3 separate regions of the Mus musculus genome follow, and regions 1 and 2 are each linked to region 3. A link is a contact called in public Hi-C and promoter capture Hi-C data. All regions are on one chromosome and are shown on one strand. The core of a region is the stretch at or near the end of the contact, and the rest is flanking DNA. Distances in the headings are between cores, read along the strand shown. Region 1 holds the start of Tmem230 (transmembrane protein 230). Region 2 holds the start of Idh3b (isocitrate dehydrogenase 3 (NAD+) beta). Region 3 holds the start of Ciao1 (cytosolic iron-sulfur protein assembly 1).

What was found. Promoter capture Hi-C pulls out the DNA fragments that hold promoters and counts their contacts. Hi-C and Micro-C count contacts between places; a contact is called where the count stands out from the background.
Region 1: a contact with region 3 is called in a Hi-C map of B cells, with 5 read pairs. The contact joins the promoter of Tmem230 here to the promoter of Ciao1 in region 3. A contact is called at or near these places in 1 of 39 promoter capture datasets (pre-B cells) and 1 of 484 Hi-C or Micro-C datasets (B cells).
Region 2: a contact with region 3 is called in a promoter capture Hi-C map of liver, with 2.7 times the contacts expected there. The contact joins the promoter of Idh3b here to the promoter of Ciao1 in region 3. A contact is called at or near these places in 1 of 39 promoter capture datasets (liver) and 1 of 484 Hi-C or Micro-C datasets (embryonic stem cells).

Annotation. Positions count from the first base shown.
Region 1 is chr2:132,244,634-132,249,546 of GRCm38.p6, forward strand. Tmem230 (transmembrane protein 230) reads right to left here and starts at 3,155. Exons shown (of 4, transcript NM_027478.3): 1 at 2,940-3,155; 2 at 1,323-1,441. The coding sequence starts at 1,421. It overlaps Pcna (proliferating cell nuclear antigen), which reads right to left. Exons shown (of 6, transcript NM_011045.2): 6 at 4,653-4,913.
Region 2 is chr2:130,283,102-130,287,676 of GRCm38.p6, forward strand. Idh3b (isocitrate dehydrogenase 3 (NAD+) beta) reads right to left here and starts at 1,350. Exons shown (of 12, transcript NM_130884.4): 1 at 1,281-1,350; 2 at 1,070-1,147; 3 at 837-935; 4 at 608-728. The coding sequence starts at 1,316.
Region 3 is chr2:127,246,473-127,251,304 of GRCm38.p6, forward strand. Ciao1 (cytosolic iron-sulfur protein assembly 1) reads right to left here and starts at 1,344. Exons shown (of 7, transcript NM_025296.4): 1 at 1,010-1,344; 2 at 538-686; 3 at 130-241; 4 at 1-29. The coding sequence starts at 1,148. It overlaps Tmem127 (transmembrane protein 127), which reads left to right and starts at 1,476. Exons shown (of 4, transcript NM_175145.4): 1 at 1,476-1,612; 2 at 2,020-2,337. The coding sequence starts at 2,094.

The sequences.
Region 1 (4,913 bases), core at 1,905-4,404, 5.0 Mb after region 3:
AAAAGCTGGAGTTATAGCTTTGTAGGTCACGTAATATGGTTGCTGGGAATCGAACTTGGGTCCTGAGCAACACTGACACTTGTAGGCTAGAGAGATGGCTCTAAGGTCAAAGCACTTGCCTTCCAGATGACCTGAGTTCAGTTCCCAGCACCAACATGGTGACTCACAACATCTGTAACTCCAGTGTCAGAGGGTCCAAGACCCTCTTCTAGCTTCCTGGGGAACTGCATACAACAGGGTACACAGACATACATGCAGGCAAAACATAATACACTTAAATTAAAAAAAAATTTTTTCTAATTTATAAGGAGGAGGGGGGGGCAAGAGCAGACGGCCCAGTGGACAACATTTCTTGCTCTTGCAGAGGACCCAGGTTTCGATCTCAGCACCCACGGTGCTCATAAACATCTGAATCTCTGGTTCCTGGAGATCTGATGTGCTCTTTGGGCCTCCTTGGGCACCAGGCATACACGTGGTACACATGAAAGCAAAACACTCATAGGCATAATACATAAATATATTCATTTCATTACAGTATTTGTGAATACTATTTATTATATATGCAGCGTCTATAATTATATATTTTTATATGATAAATAATTAATAAAATAAATAAAACAGCAGAACAGTATGTGCTCTTAACTGCGTAGCCACCTCTAAAGCTTCCACTTCAGCTTTCCCAAAGCCCCGCATCATAAGTAGATTCAGCTCAAGGTTAAGCTTCAGAGACAGATTAAGGCTGAAATACAGTGTAAGCATGTTATGAAAATGTTACAATGAAACCCACTATTAGTACAAATAACATAAGAACATTTTAAAAAGAAGTAAGAGGCAAACCTTCTAAGGCTCAGCTTGTTACCAGCTCTGACATTACAGGTTTGGAAGCTCCCCAGAGCTACTCTCCCCTCTTCACATAAATGCAAAGAACTATTGATCTGTTTATATTTAAAAGAACGGACTCCTTCCTTAGCTCAGGCGTCACCTAGGCTGTTTTATCCTCAGGGACAGGAGATGCTAATCCTACTCAATACTGGTCAGGAGAGGACACAAACTTACTTGCTTAGATTCTTGTTTGCCATAAAGAATATCTGTATCTGCATCTCATGATGTCAGCAAAGAATTTTCTGGATGAGTCAAATAAAATCTATAACTATGTAGCTTTAGCACTTCAACTGAAACTGGAAATGGAAAACTCTGCAGATATCTGAAACTGCCCTGCTAAGATCCCCTCTCCAAGCTGGGGCTCAAAAGAGCTTGGAAATCAGCTTGTTTCTTGCTGGTCCAGATAGTAGCCAATTTTTTTAATTGATTGATTATGTTACCTGAAGGTCAATGTAGCCATCGTCTGTGCTGGCAAGCCTTGAATATTTGACTTTACTGCTGGGGAGTCCAGTTGCCAGGTTGGTACGAGACGGCATCATAACAGAGTAACACAGCTAGTCTGAAAGGGAAAGACTTGTTGTCTGCAGCAGTCCCAGTACAGCCCAGGAAAGGATGTCAGATACTGTTCCGAGCTGCTGTGCCACATGCTACCCATGGTAGCTTAGGCGTTTCACTGCTTACGGTGACCCGACACTTCTTGTACACACTAAGCATGCTTCCTTTATGGATCTAGGTTGACTTCACAGAAAGACACCAAAGGCACTTCACCAAGAATCAGGCTCTGTTCAATCTGCTACCGATGTTTCTGGCCTAATTTTCTAAAGTCCAATGTTCACATTTTCAACCCCTCCCTTACAGTACTGCCTACCCCTTAACTTTCCTCAGGAGCATAAATTCACATAACTTTTTTGTCTGCCATGAAAGGAGGAGGAGGAGGATAAGGAATGACACACACATCAGCATCGTGTCTACTTCTAGGTGTGGTACGGTTCTATGTACAAATTCTTATCCATGTGGGAAACGCCCTGGCTATCCATACCACACTAGACATCCACGGCCACCTGCCTCTCTGCTCCCATCCCAAGCATGAAACAAGTGAGTTTACATTCCACATCATGTAGCTCCTGAAAAAACGGATCTAAAAATCCGTTTTACTCAAACTATTCAAAGCAGACAGACATAATAAAAATCATAACTACTGAATTATTTGAGAGTAGGTAAAATTTAAAAGCAATGACGTTTAAATCTTAAAAGTTTGAAATTTAAGCTCAGTACTTCAGTAGGTTACTCTAATCCCAACTACTTGGGAAGAAAGGTGTGGATATACGAAGTTGGAGGCCAGTCTGGGCAACATAGGAAGACCAGACACTCTCCCCTACCATAAATGAAATGTGTGGATTCTTTATAAAGTCATACAATTATGTAAACAAAACAGACTATTTTATTTGCAATGGCATTTGAATTCTAAACGCAAAAAGTCCATCTTTAAGAAGAAAACTAAGTGGCCTTCACTGGTGTGATGTTTTGCACATAATCTCCACAATGGCATGTGATATTTTTTCGATCTTAATGAGCTGCCAGACACTGGTATTACAGTCGACCTTAAGTAACTAGCATGCAAAAAACTGGTGTCAAGTGTTTCTGCGTTTTGGTTAATTACATCCTAGTTCAGAAGTACTAAAAAGGAGCAACGGGAATCCATTTACATTTCTAAACCTTAGGTACTAGGTTTTTGATGTTGCCATCCCATAACATGTTTAATTCCTCATATCTAAAAGTTGAAGCTACCAATAAGCAGGATTTTCGAAGCATTAAACCATGCCTGATTTGTATTACAAGTTATAAAGTTATGTACTTTCCACTTATAAACTCGCACCAAAACAAAAACGTTGCAGCACGACAACGAAATGGGAAGATTTGTTTTTCTTAGCAAGGGATTCTAGAGTGGCGTTATCACATAGTAAATGACAACTTAAAAAACTATCAGCCCAAGTTTCTGCTACACTTTTTACCGGCCCCACCACGATTTCTGCCCACCCTCCCGGGCCCACAAGGACCTAAGCGTGGCGCTGTGGACAACCTCTCGTCGCCCTCCGCCGCCGCCAACGTGAACTAACTGTCTCCGGGAAGCAGCCTCGGTGGCAGGGCCAGGTCTCGCGGCTGGCTTCCGGGAGCGCGCGCCCGCCCCCTACCCGCGCTGCGCTCCCCGTTCTCCGTTAGGCGCGCTCGCAAGGCTCGCTCAACAGCCAAGCGGAAGGGGCGGTCTTAAGGACAGCCCAGCGGAAGTGACGTGGCGGATAGAGGCGCACCGGAAGTGCTGTCACCAGGAAATCGTGTCATCGAATCTTGCTTCCAGGGCACATGGCTGGAGGGCTTCATTGCTGTCTTGTTTTATGTTTGGTAGCGTTTCTTTACGTAGCGCAGGCTGTCCTGGAACTCAGGATGCTGATTAGGCTGGCCTCGAACATAAGGTTTGCCTGGGACAAATGGCGAATGCCACCATGCTCAACCGGGTAGCGGCTTGCTTTTGCCCTGGTGACCAGGACCTGCTACCTCCATAGGGTGGGCGGGCGCGTACTTAGGGTCTCACCCACCAGGATCGAGTTCACAGCAAAACTGTTGAGGTTCCAGTCCTGACCCCATGGCCACATCGGTGCACAGCAGAGTCCTGGGTATCCAGAGGGGTGGACAAGGGATACCCACCAGGAATCTTGCCCTGTCCTAAACACCCCTATGCTGACACTGGTCACCACTCACTAATTAGCGTTCTCACAGCCCCAAAATCTTGTTATTACTACCTGATTATTAAACACTACCCAGGTAAGTGTCCTACCTACCAGACACAGCTGAGTTCTAACATTCATCCTCATGAAAGTGACGTCTTGATAAAGCATTCCCACCACTCCAGAGTTCTCTGAGAGCAGTATTTGCAGGCTACTTCCTTCTGCACTTAATTGGCTCAAAGTATTGAACAGTTGTAGCTACTAGGCATGAGCTCTAACCAACAACCTCCCAGAACAAAGCTGTATTGTCTACATACTGTCAAACATGAAATACAAAGGAAAAATATCTTGGGGTCCACAGATAGAGCTTAGTATTTAAAGGCCTTCAAATGTGGCCTCCCGGAACAGAGCAAACAGGCTCTATACTAGCCATGGTTTGAGATCCTGCTGAAATATAGCAAGAACTGAAAATGGTTCCCCACACCAAACCAGGTTAACACACGCATGCTCACTCATACCTGCAAAAGACACACACACATAAAAACTGAGAGGGGAGGTAGGATAATTTGTCACCAAGCTTGAAGAACTTCATTCAACCCCTGGAAGCCAGGGTGCTGGGGTATACCAATTCCTATAAAATTGTCCTGACCCCCACATGAGCCTCACACATACACAATAAATATACTCAAATATTCTTTAGTTTTATGTAGCATATCATGATCAAAACCACAGGGCCTTTTTAACCCTTCTTGGATCAAGTAGCCACGAAGTTTGGGCCTTTGCTTCACTCAAGATGGACTGTATGTAGTCCTGGTTGGCCTAGGGAGAGATTTATCCACCCCACCCCCTGCACTGCCATTAAAGTTGTATTTTAAAAGAGCTACATCCCAAACAAGGCTACCAGAAAACTTTGCACAACGTAATTACATAAACTCAAGAGAAACATTTTTTTATTGCTATCTCCACGATGGAAGAGAGAACAAAAGCCCATTTACCTAACAGGGTATAACTATTCAGTAGCCATGGTACAAAGGCGGCACTGCTCTATGACTTTTCAAATTGTTAACTTTATTTAAATTGAACAATATTTCTTAAAACTGCATTTAGCGTCAAGATCATTGATGAAAATCACCAGTATTTGTAAAGCAGAAACATTCATGTTAACAAAACTAGTTTTTACTTTGGAGCTTATTCTTTAAGCAAATTATGGAGAATGGAGAGAAAAGAAAGTAGGTTATTTACAGAAGATATCTACATATTTTATTTTAATATTTAAGAATACTCAGGTACAAACTTGGTGACAGAAAA
Region 2 (4,575 bases), core at 100-2,599, 3.0 Mb after region 3:
GAACTGACTTTCCTCTGCAAAAGCTGGCCCTGCAAGTGAGGCTGTCCAAGAAAGTGGGTCTATAGGAGGAAACCTACAAGCTAAATAAATAAATAAATAAATAAATTTTTAAAAATCCAATATGGGGAATAAAACAGCACAAGAGAAGAAATGGAGTGGTTAGAATGATCAGCGCACACTGGGTTAGGGTGGCCGTGCCTTTAATCTCAGCCCTTGGGAGGCAGAGGCAGAGAGCAGAGAGGCAGAGGCAGGCAGATCTCTGTGAGTTCGAGTCCAGCCTGGTCTACAGAGAGTTCCAGAACAGCCGGGGCTACACAGAGAAACCCTACCTGGAAAAACTAACAACAACAACAACAACAACAACAAACAATAAATGAACAAACCAAAAAAGAATGGGCACGCAGACACAACTAACAGGGTCTGACCCCGGTGACACAGCCTCAGCAGGTCCCAACCCCTTCCTGACATCACTAACTCCTGGTTTGCCACTGAGAAGAAACAAATTCCTAAATGTCAGTAGAGGCCAGTCTGGAAAACTGATATATACACACTGCAGAGAGAGGGGCTTTATGAACACTGCTCTTAAATGACAGAGTGCCATACAAACCAATGATGGCAACTTTGTTCTCCTTCATGGAACTCAGCACCTGCTCCAGCTTCTCCTCAGAAGCCATATTCTGCACCTCGCTCAGATGATGCTCCTTAAATTCCACAGGGACAGCAGCAGCCTTCAGGGATAAGTCCAAGCACAGGGCTGGGTCAGGTCTGAACTTTCCAACAACCCATCCATCCCTGTAGCCTGATCCGCCACCCATCCCCCGCCCCGGGCTATTCACCTTGAACACTTCCTTGACAGCATGCATGAGCTCTGGCCCCACGCCGTCTCCAGGCAGCATGGTCACAGGAAAGGCACCCTCCACCCTCACATCTTGTGCCTGTGAGTGGGGCCAGCAGAGATGGAGCAGGGGCAGAAGTGGGAGTCAGAGGGAAAGAGGTGGGGAGGGGAAACCCAGGGGAGCGGCAAGGAGGCGACAAGGATGGGCGAGAACGAAGCTGGACTCAAGCGTACCTGGCTCTGGGAAGCGGCGTGAGCCGTAGATGTTCCGAGACCTCTCCATGCCCCGGAGTTCCGAGCGGCGAGCACCGCCTGCGACAGACACAAGGTCAGATCGGGGACACCGCGGCCCCTTACACCGCGATGACCTTGCCTTCTTTTGGAAACCGCGGACAAACCCTCTGTTCTCCCGCCCACCCTCCGCTCAGGTCGTCCCGGGCCTCACTCGGGTCAGCCAGCGGACATTGCTCAGCGCTGCCATGTTCGGCCGAGGAAGTCGCGGGGGAAGTGACGCCGGAAGCGAGCGCGGTCGTGGGAGCTGGACTTCCTGTCAGCCCTGGCGAGCTTGGCGGTTCTTTCTCCCGTACCAATCGGCGGTGTGTACGGATTCACTTGAGTTCTCTCCTTCTGTTTGGTAATGTAGGGTCACAGGACACACAACCAGTTTGTCTGTTTGCTTTGTTTTCACTCGTCAGATTTAATTTCTCTTGAAAATTCAAAACAACATCCAAATATATATGGCCAAGTATTGAACAAGGATGTGAGTTTAACAATAAGTTGAGAAGTCTTGGGAATTTGTGAATGTTTGAATGTTCTGTTATGCGTTATTCTCTTAACTAGTACTCACTGTTAGTCACTTAGAATTCTTTTAAATAGGTAAAATAATTCAGATTACAAAGAAAACTGGTTATGATAAGAAAACTAACTTGGAGTTGATGAGGTAGCTCTGTAGACCAGGCTGGCCTCAAACTCATAGACCCGCCTGCCTCCACCTCCCAAGTGCTGGAATTAAAGGTGTGCACCACCACATCCTGGAAAAAAAAAAAAAGAAGCTGAAAAATAAAAGCTAATTCTTTTGCTCCACTGTATAGTATGCTATAATTTAAATTTACTAAATTGCTTAATCCTTTCTTAAATAGGCAGATACCTAGTATGAAATCTGATTTGGGCTCTTCTCAGCAACATTGCTGTGTATATCCCTGTACATTCTCCTTTGTACATATGATGAAGATTATAACTATCCTGCAGGGCACCTCTAGCCATGTATGTATTACAGGTGAAATGGTGTGTTTTCAATAGTTTGATTATAGATCTGTGTGTGTTTCACTCATGAATTTGTTCTCATGCAGTAAACAGAAAACTCATTCATCATGATAGCTGATAGTTTCTCTCCCACTACTTCTGGAAATAAAGAGTTACTGACATTGATTTAGCTGCTTAGTTATGTCCCCAGGGATCCTGGATGGGGGGCGGGTCCTCTATATCATCTCCTCTCAAAACTCCATTAGATTGCTAAACCCAGTGTCTATTTTATAATAGAATGTTGAGTATCTCATATAATTTATTGAGTGCTACACGGAAAGTGTATCAGAACAGGCATGTATGTTTTGTTGAGACAGGATCTCTCTTTATATCCCTGGTTGACCTATAACTTCCTATGTAGACCAGGCTGACCTGGAACTCAGAGAGATCCACCTGCCTCTTTGCTTTCTAAGTGCTAGGATTAAAGGCGTGTACCCCATGCCTGCCTAATGGACTTGTATCAATTACTTTTATCATTGTTGGGACAAAACACAGACAAAAGCAGCTTTCGAAAGAACAGATTTACTTTAGCTCATGGCTCCAGGAGACCCCAGTCACCACAGAGGGGAAGGGACGGCAGCAAGATCAGGAAGCAGCTGGGCTCTCTCTCTCTCTCTCTCTCTCCAGTTCAAACTGGCCATTTTCACTCAAGGCACATCAGGTATCTGAGCAGGACCATCAGGGAGAAGACTCTAGGGCCCTATAAAGTACACAAGCAGATACATGGGGGTGGGTAGAGGCTGCTCCGTAGTTACGAGCATTTACTGCTCTTGCAGAGGACCCAGATTTTGTTCCCGGCACCCACATGACAGCTCACAACCATCTGTAATTCCAGTTCCTGGGGATCCAATACTTCTTCTGACCCTTGTATGCATATGATGCACATACATACACTCAAGGGCATACACATAAAATAAATATTTTTAAAAATACACAAACAGCATCAATATAGTGGACTCCCAGCTTTAGGGCCTCTCCCAATTCGAAAAGATAAAACTTCTACTTTTGCTTTCTCTATGGCTTGGTCTTCTGTCTTTCTTGAACACTCAGTTCTCTGTCCATTTCAAGGAACAAACCTGGCACTCCCCTAGACGACCACCAGTACTATATGACATATTCACATAACCTTCAAAAAGAAGTCAGATTTGGAAGTGCCCACTAGAGGCATGTGTTGTTTTGGATTAGACATGAGAGGGGTTTTGGCGATGTTAGGAATCTCCTATACTCTTACCGGACGGTGGTTCTGAGTGTATACTGTGAGCAAGCAATGGAGGAGCTTGAGTAACTCATGCAAAGGAAACCATTGGTCCAGACAGACTGGACTGAGTCGCTCAATGTTAATAACTCTAAGCTACAGCAAATGTGGAGATCTGAGGGTTCCTGTGGCAAGAACTGTCCTAGAAGGAAAAGGGATCAGAGTGTGAAGAGAGATGAGGAGAGGAAAGACCATGGCAACCAATAATAGAGATGCAGTGGCCAAGATCATGTAGGGAATCCAATCACTCATCTTTCTGGCAGGAGAAACGGCATTCTAAAAATAAATGAAGTAATAGCTGATGTCTATTGAACTTTTAAATGCATGTGTATGCATATGCACAGACACACTAAACAAATGTAAAAAACAAAGATAAAAATTGTGGTTTAACCTACTTTATAAGCTAAGGACTTCTGTATCCCAGACAAACCTCTAATGTGGTATGGCTCTAAGTGGAAGGAAAGCATATGTTATAATTCTACAGATGGAAACATTGAGGCTTTTGTTTTTTAATCCTGGGACTTACCTGGAACCTAGGTCTTTTCAAACTCAAAAAGGTCTTTCCACCTCAACATGACACTCTTGCTTGCTTGTTTGTTTGTTTGTTTGTTTGTTTTATGGTGCTGGGGACAGAACCCAGGGCCTCACATGTTCCCAGTAAGTATTCTGCAGGAGAACCATACATAAAACAGGCTAGGCCATGTCTCAGTGTTGTAAGGCTTGTCTAGCAGTCAGGAAGCCATGGGTTTGATCCTCAACAACACAAACCAGCATGGTAGTGCATTCCTGTAATTTCACATTCCTGTAAAAGACTTGCAGGACACTCAAGAATGAAAGGTCATTCTTGGCTATATACCAAGCTTGAGGTTTGCCTGGGTTACATCCGTGTGTGGAAGGGAGGACAACATGCATGAATCTGTCTCCTACTGTATGGGTCCCAGGGACTGAACTCAGCTAGTTGGTCTCAGCAGCAAGCATCTTTACCACAGCCCCACCACCACATTTTGGGGTTATACCATAATTTAAAGCAAAAATATTTTAAGTTTAAATATTGTGATTGAAATAAGTTTCAAGTTGATCATGGACTGGTAGTAGGCTCCCAGACAGACTCCATGGTAGAAACGCCATTCAGGCCATAAAACTCAGCATGTAGACAGCACCACTTGCCAAAGGAAAACAAAGT
Region 3 (4,832 bases), core at 94-2,593:
GACACACTCATACTCATCCTCTTCATCAACTGTGGGAGGAACAAATTAGACCCAGAGGTGACCAGTCAGGGACAAAGCTGAAAGCCAGCGAGCTGGTTTCCTGCTGTACCCAGAGGCACCTAGACTCACCTTCCCAGACCCACACGCTCTTATCTCTGCTGCAGGTAGCCAAGAGGTTGCCAGATGGGGCCCAAGCCACTGACTTGACCTCATTTTCATGGCCCTCAAGAGTGGTCACACACTGGAAAGGGAAAGGATATTGAGTTAATGGCAGCTAAGAGTCCTAAGCCCTAGTAAAATATCTAAGAGAGCAGTTTTGTTGTTGTTTGAGAAAGGGTTTCATTCTATAGCAGGATGACCTTGGTGGACTTACAGCAATCATCCTGCTTCAGTGTCCCAAATGCTGGCATTACAGTCATGAACTACCATACTCAGCTACTATTTCTATAGTGTAGAAATTAAGTTAAGGCTGTAACTAATATGACCAAGCCCTGGGGTGCAAACAGGTAATAAACTGCTCCCATCCAACCTGTTTACCTCAAAGTCATCCTGGTTCTTCTTCCAAATACAAGTGGTGGCATCAAAGCTGGCAGATGCCAGGTAATTTCCACACGGGGACCAGGCCACTTTCCTAACGGTGCGCTGATGGCCTTCAGAAAGGACAGACTTGCAAATCCAGCTGTCACCTGCAAGCAGAGAACAGGCTAGGCTTTGGAGCGCCATCGATGCCATTCACTAAGTAGTACTTTAAGTGGGACCCTGTTGCTGGGACAAAGTCAGTCACCATTATTACTACGATGCAACCGATCAAGATTCTGAAACTGTTAAACTGCTCTTCAGGCGACTTTCCTCATTTTTCTACCTCAGCAAATATCCCAGTTCCCGCAGCAAATATCCCAGTTCCCGCAACAATTCCAGCCTCTGTTGACGCTGGCACACTCCTTCCCCGACACTTTTCAGAGTAGTGTTTTCCTCGGCACCAGGGCCACAAAGCCAAGCCAGGCCTTACCCTCGGTGCCCCAGATGCGAATTTTACGGTCGCCTCCGCAGGAAGCCAACAGGGTCCCCGAGGGGTTCCAGGCCAGGAACCAGCAGCGGGAATCCGGGTGCGCCGGGACGCGGCTCTGCAGTACCAGAGAATCTTTCATGGCGACTGTTTTAGGGTAAGGAGAGCACACCGAGAGAAGCAACGCGCCAAACGCGCTGGGCACTATAGAACCTTGAGACCGTCAGATGTACAGCTTCTGCAAAATATGTCGCCCTAGGAATTGACGTGCCCGCTGTTGACGCCGCGTGACCTTCTGGGACTTGTAGTCACTCCCCTCATCCTCCGTAACTGGAAGCCTCGCGGGACAGTCCGGAACTACCAGTACCCTGATGCCCTGCGCAAGAACAAGCGGCGCGCGCACACAGTGACGCGCACGGAGGGCAGGGCGGAGGGCCGGAGAAGAAGGAGGCGGGGGTGGGGTGGGGTTGGAGGAAGCCGGAAGTGCATCGGCCAGGGTCCGTCTGGGCGTTGCGGGTTTGGGGCCTGGGATCGTTTGGCCCGGGCAGCTAAGAAGCCTGTGACCGGGCGGAGCGGCGCCATCCCAGCCCTGAGGCCTGCTGACCGGTGAGGAGCAGGGACTAGAGTAGGGAGGGTTACTGAGGCTTAGGTCGCACCCCAAAGTGCGGATTCCCGATCTCGGCGGCCCAGCTGCATCCTCCGCCCCTCAGCACCCCTCTGTCTGATAACCCTGGTCCAAGTCTCCTCCGGTCCCCTTGCCAGTAGCCGATCCCCTCCCCCGGCCCCCCAGTACCTCCGCCCGTTCATCCTGGCATGTCTACAGCCAATGTAGTCCCCTGCCATCTCCGAGCCCTGATCCAGCACCCCTCATCCAGAGCCCTCGGTCCCCGCCCCCCGAATTCCCGCAGTCCTTTGGTCTGTGCTCAGCCCTGGGTCCCACCCCGCAGTCTCTGGTGCGGGCCCTGACAGCTCCGGGCCAGCCGCCCATTGCGTTGCTCTCCACCTGGGTACAGACAGGCTCTGCGCGCCCCGCTGAGGTCGGCGGCCACCACCAACGACCGCAGAGCTACAGCGGGCAGCCCCGGGCATGTATGCCCCTGGAGGTGCCGGGCTGCCGGGAGGGCGCCGGCGGAGAAGCCCGGGAAGCAGCGCTCTTCCCAAGCAGCCGGAGCGGAGCCTGGCCTCGGCCCTGCCTGGCGCCCTGTCCATCACAGCGCTGTGCACTGCCCTCGCGGAGCCCGCTTGGTTGCACATCCATGGAGGCACCTGTTCCCGCCAGGAGCTGGGGGTCTCGGACGTGCTGGGCTATGTAAACCCGGATCTGCTAAAAGGTGAGAGCGCTGAGCTCCTGCTCTCTTGGCTTGAGGGGCGGTGCAGAACAGATATGAGGCTGGCTGAAGTATAGATAGCCAGAGGCAGTCATTTGTCAAAGGAAACAGCCCCATTCTTGCTTGGTGTTCATGCCCACCAGGTGGCTCTGTTTGGGGGTCTAGCCTCTCATTAATTTTGATGTTATTCAGCCAAGCACCTACTCCTCACCGTCATGCTAATCCAAACTGCTGCTATTTTAGGTTTCTGCCAGAGGTAGGTAGAAGAAAAAAGGGTGTTTGTCAGGTATTACAATTAGCCTCCCCTTTCTAACGGACATGTGAGATGCAGAATAGTCGTTTGGGGCAGCTCGATCGATGGAGAAATCAGAACTGTTAATGTGACCAATTGTAAAAGACATTTTAGTATTCTATGATAATTGGATTTACAATAGAGGGGACTTGTGGCATCCCAGGTCATCAGATATCAGTTCTATTAACACCTTCAACAGTTGAAACTTGGTTTTCCATGCCTTTACAGGTATGCCATATTAAGACGGTTGCTTTATTCATCAACAGATTTCCCAGACTAGCAGGCAGAAGAAAGCATCTGGTCTGTTTATTGGATGAGATAGGAGTCTAGGGCTTAGAGGAGGGCCTGACTCAGGAGCCTCCTAGCTCCTCCTCGGTTTCTAGGAGTGAGGAGAAAGGCTGTGCAGTATGAAAGCAGAAATGTCCTTCCTGATTTTAAACATAAAAGTGGTCAGTGGGACCCAATGGTCACATCTTGTTGCCTTCAAGTCCTTTGAACTAGTCTCAAAAGTCCTCACCTTTCTTCTTTGACACTCTTTAGTTCTAGTATGTTCCTATTAGATATGTGCAAGGTGTCTCATGAATGGCTCAGGCCCTAGGATTTGGTGAAAAGGTCAGCGCCCCCCTCTGCATTGAAATAAAAACCCTGCTGTAGGTCTATGCTGAGAAGCCCTATCCTGTCACCTGGTGGTGTCTTTGGAGGTGAGTTCTTGAACAACTTGCTTCTCTTTGCATATTTGCACATTCAAGACTTTAGGATGGTTTTTTATAGAAAACAGGATGAAAGCTTCTGGTTGAGATATTTTTTACCCTCTTCCTGAGTTTGTCTCTTTAAGACCAAGATTGGGGCTGGTGAGATGGCTCAGTGGGTAAGAGCACCCGACTGCTCTTCCGAAGGTCCGAAGTTCAAATCCCAGCAACCACATCGTGGCTCACAACCATCCGTAATGAGATCTGACTCCCTCTTCTGGAGGGTCTGAAGACAGTTACAGCGTACTTACATGTAATCAATAAATAAATAAACCTTAAAAAAAAAAAAGACCAAGATTATAGGCTGGCTAGAGGTGTTCTTTAGCATATACCTGATGGCGCAAAGGCTGTGGAGTTTGAATCTGGATGCCTTTCCATTTCTTTGTGCTCACCTTCATTCAGGCCTTGTGGCTTTGATACCATGGTGTTTCTGTTTCAGGAGCTGAGTGTCACCACAAACTGGGAAAGAGTTTATGATGCTTGTCCTTTGCGGGTCATCCCTGGGATGGGAGGGTCATAGCATTCAAGAGGTGGAGAGAGGCAGTCTGATTTCATCCTTGTGTCAGAGATCCAGGAAGAAAAGGGAAGCGAGCTCTCCAGGCTTGCCCTGCAGAGCGGCATCGCTGACACTGCCTCCTATCAGTTGATGCCAGAATCCTTAAATGTTTATCTTTTGTTTTTCTTCATCTGTTGTAAAGAAGGATATCATGACACCCTGTGTGTACATTGCCATCAGAGGCATGTTAAAAGAAAGTCAGTTCTTGTGCAAGTCTCTGTTTGTTCACAGATATATTTGCCCTAAGAAATTATCCAGACCTTCTCAAACGTTGCCTTAACCATTCCATTGCATTTGCTACATTTGCTACATGTTTCGATCTCTTAGCCTGTGTGCGTTTGCCTTCTCTGCCCACTTCCTTGGCCATGGAAGCCAGGATCACTTGGCTCCTGCTATAAATAGGAGCATTGGCAGTGGGGCCTTGTGAGCCACTGCAGAAGGCAAGGAATCTGGTGTCTTGGAGCTTCGGTCTTCTGCTCTCTACCTCTGTGTTTTGGGTGTCTAGTAGACTTTCAGGCATGTGGTATCCTATGTGACTGTTGATTTTTAGGCCGACCAGATAATCTACTCTGAGAGTCTGGAATAGTCCAGTTCCAGAAAGGAGTAGTAGAGCTGTGCTGGGCAAATATGGTGTTTATTGATCCTTGCAGAGAGACTCTTCCTGCCAGGACTCTGCAGGTAACAGAGTGAGGTGGGCTAGAAGGCTCCAATGCGAGCAGTACCAGGCATAGAGCTAAGCACACTTCACATTTGCCTTAATTTCTTATTCACAAATGCTCATGTTTAAGTAAACCTATTCAGAGACACAGCCTATCCAAGTTGTGACTCTGACGTCCACACTCTTATGTGCCCTCTGAGATTCTTTTCCTTTCTGTTAGAACTATGTTCAATTTACCATTTA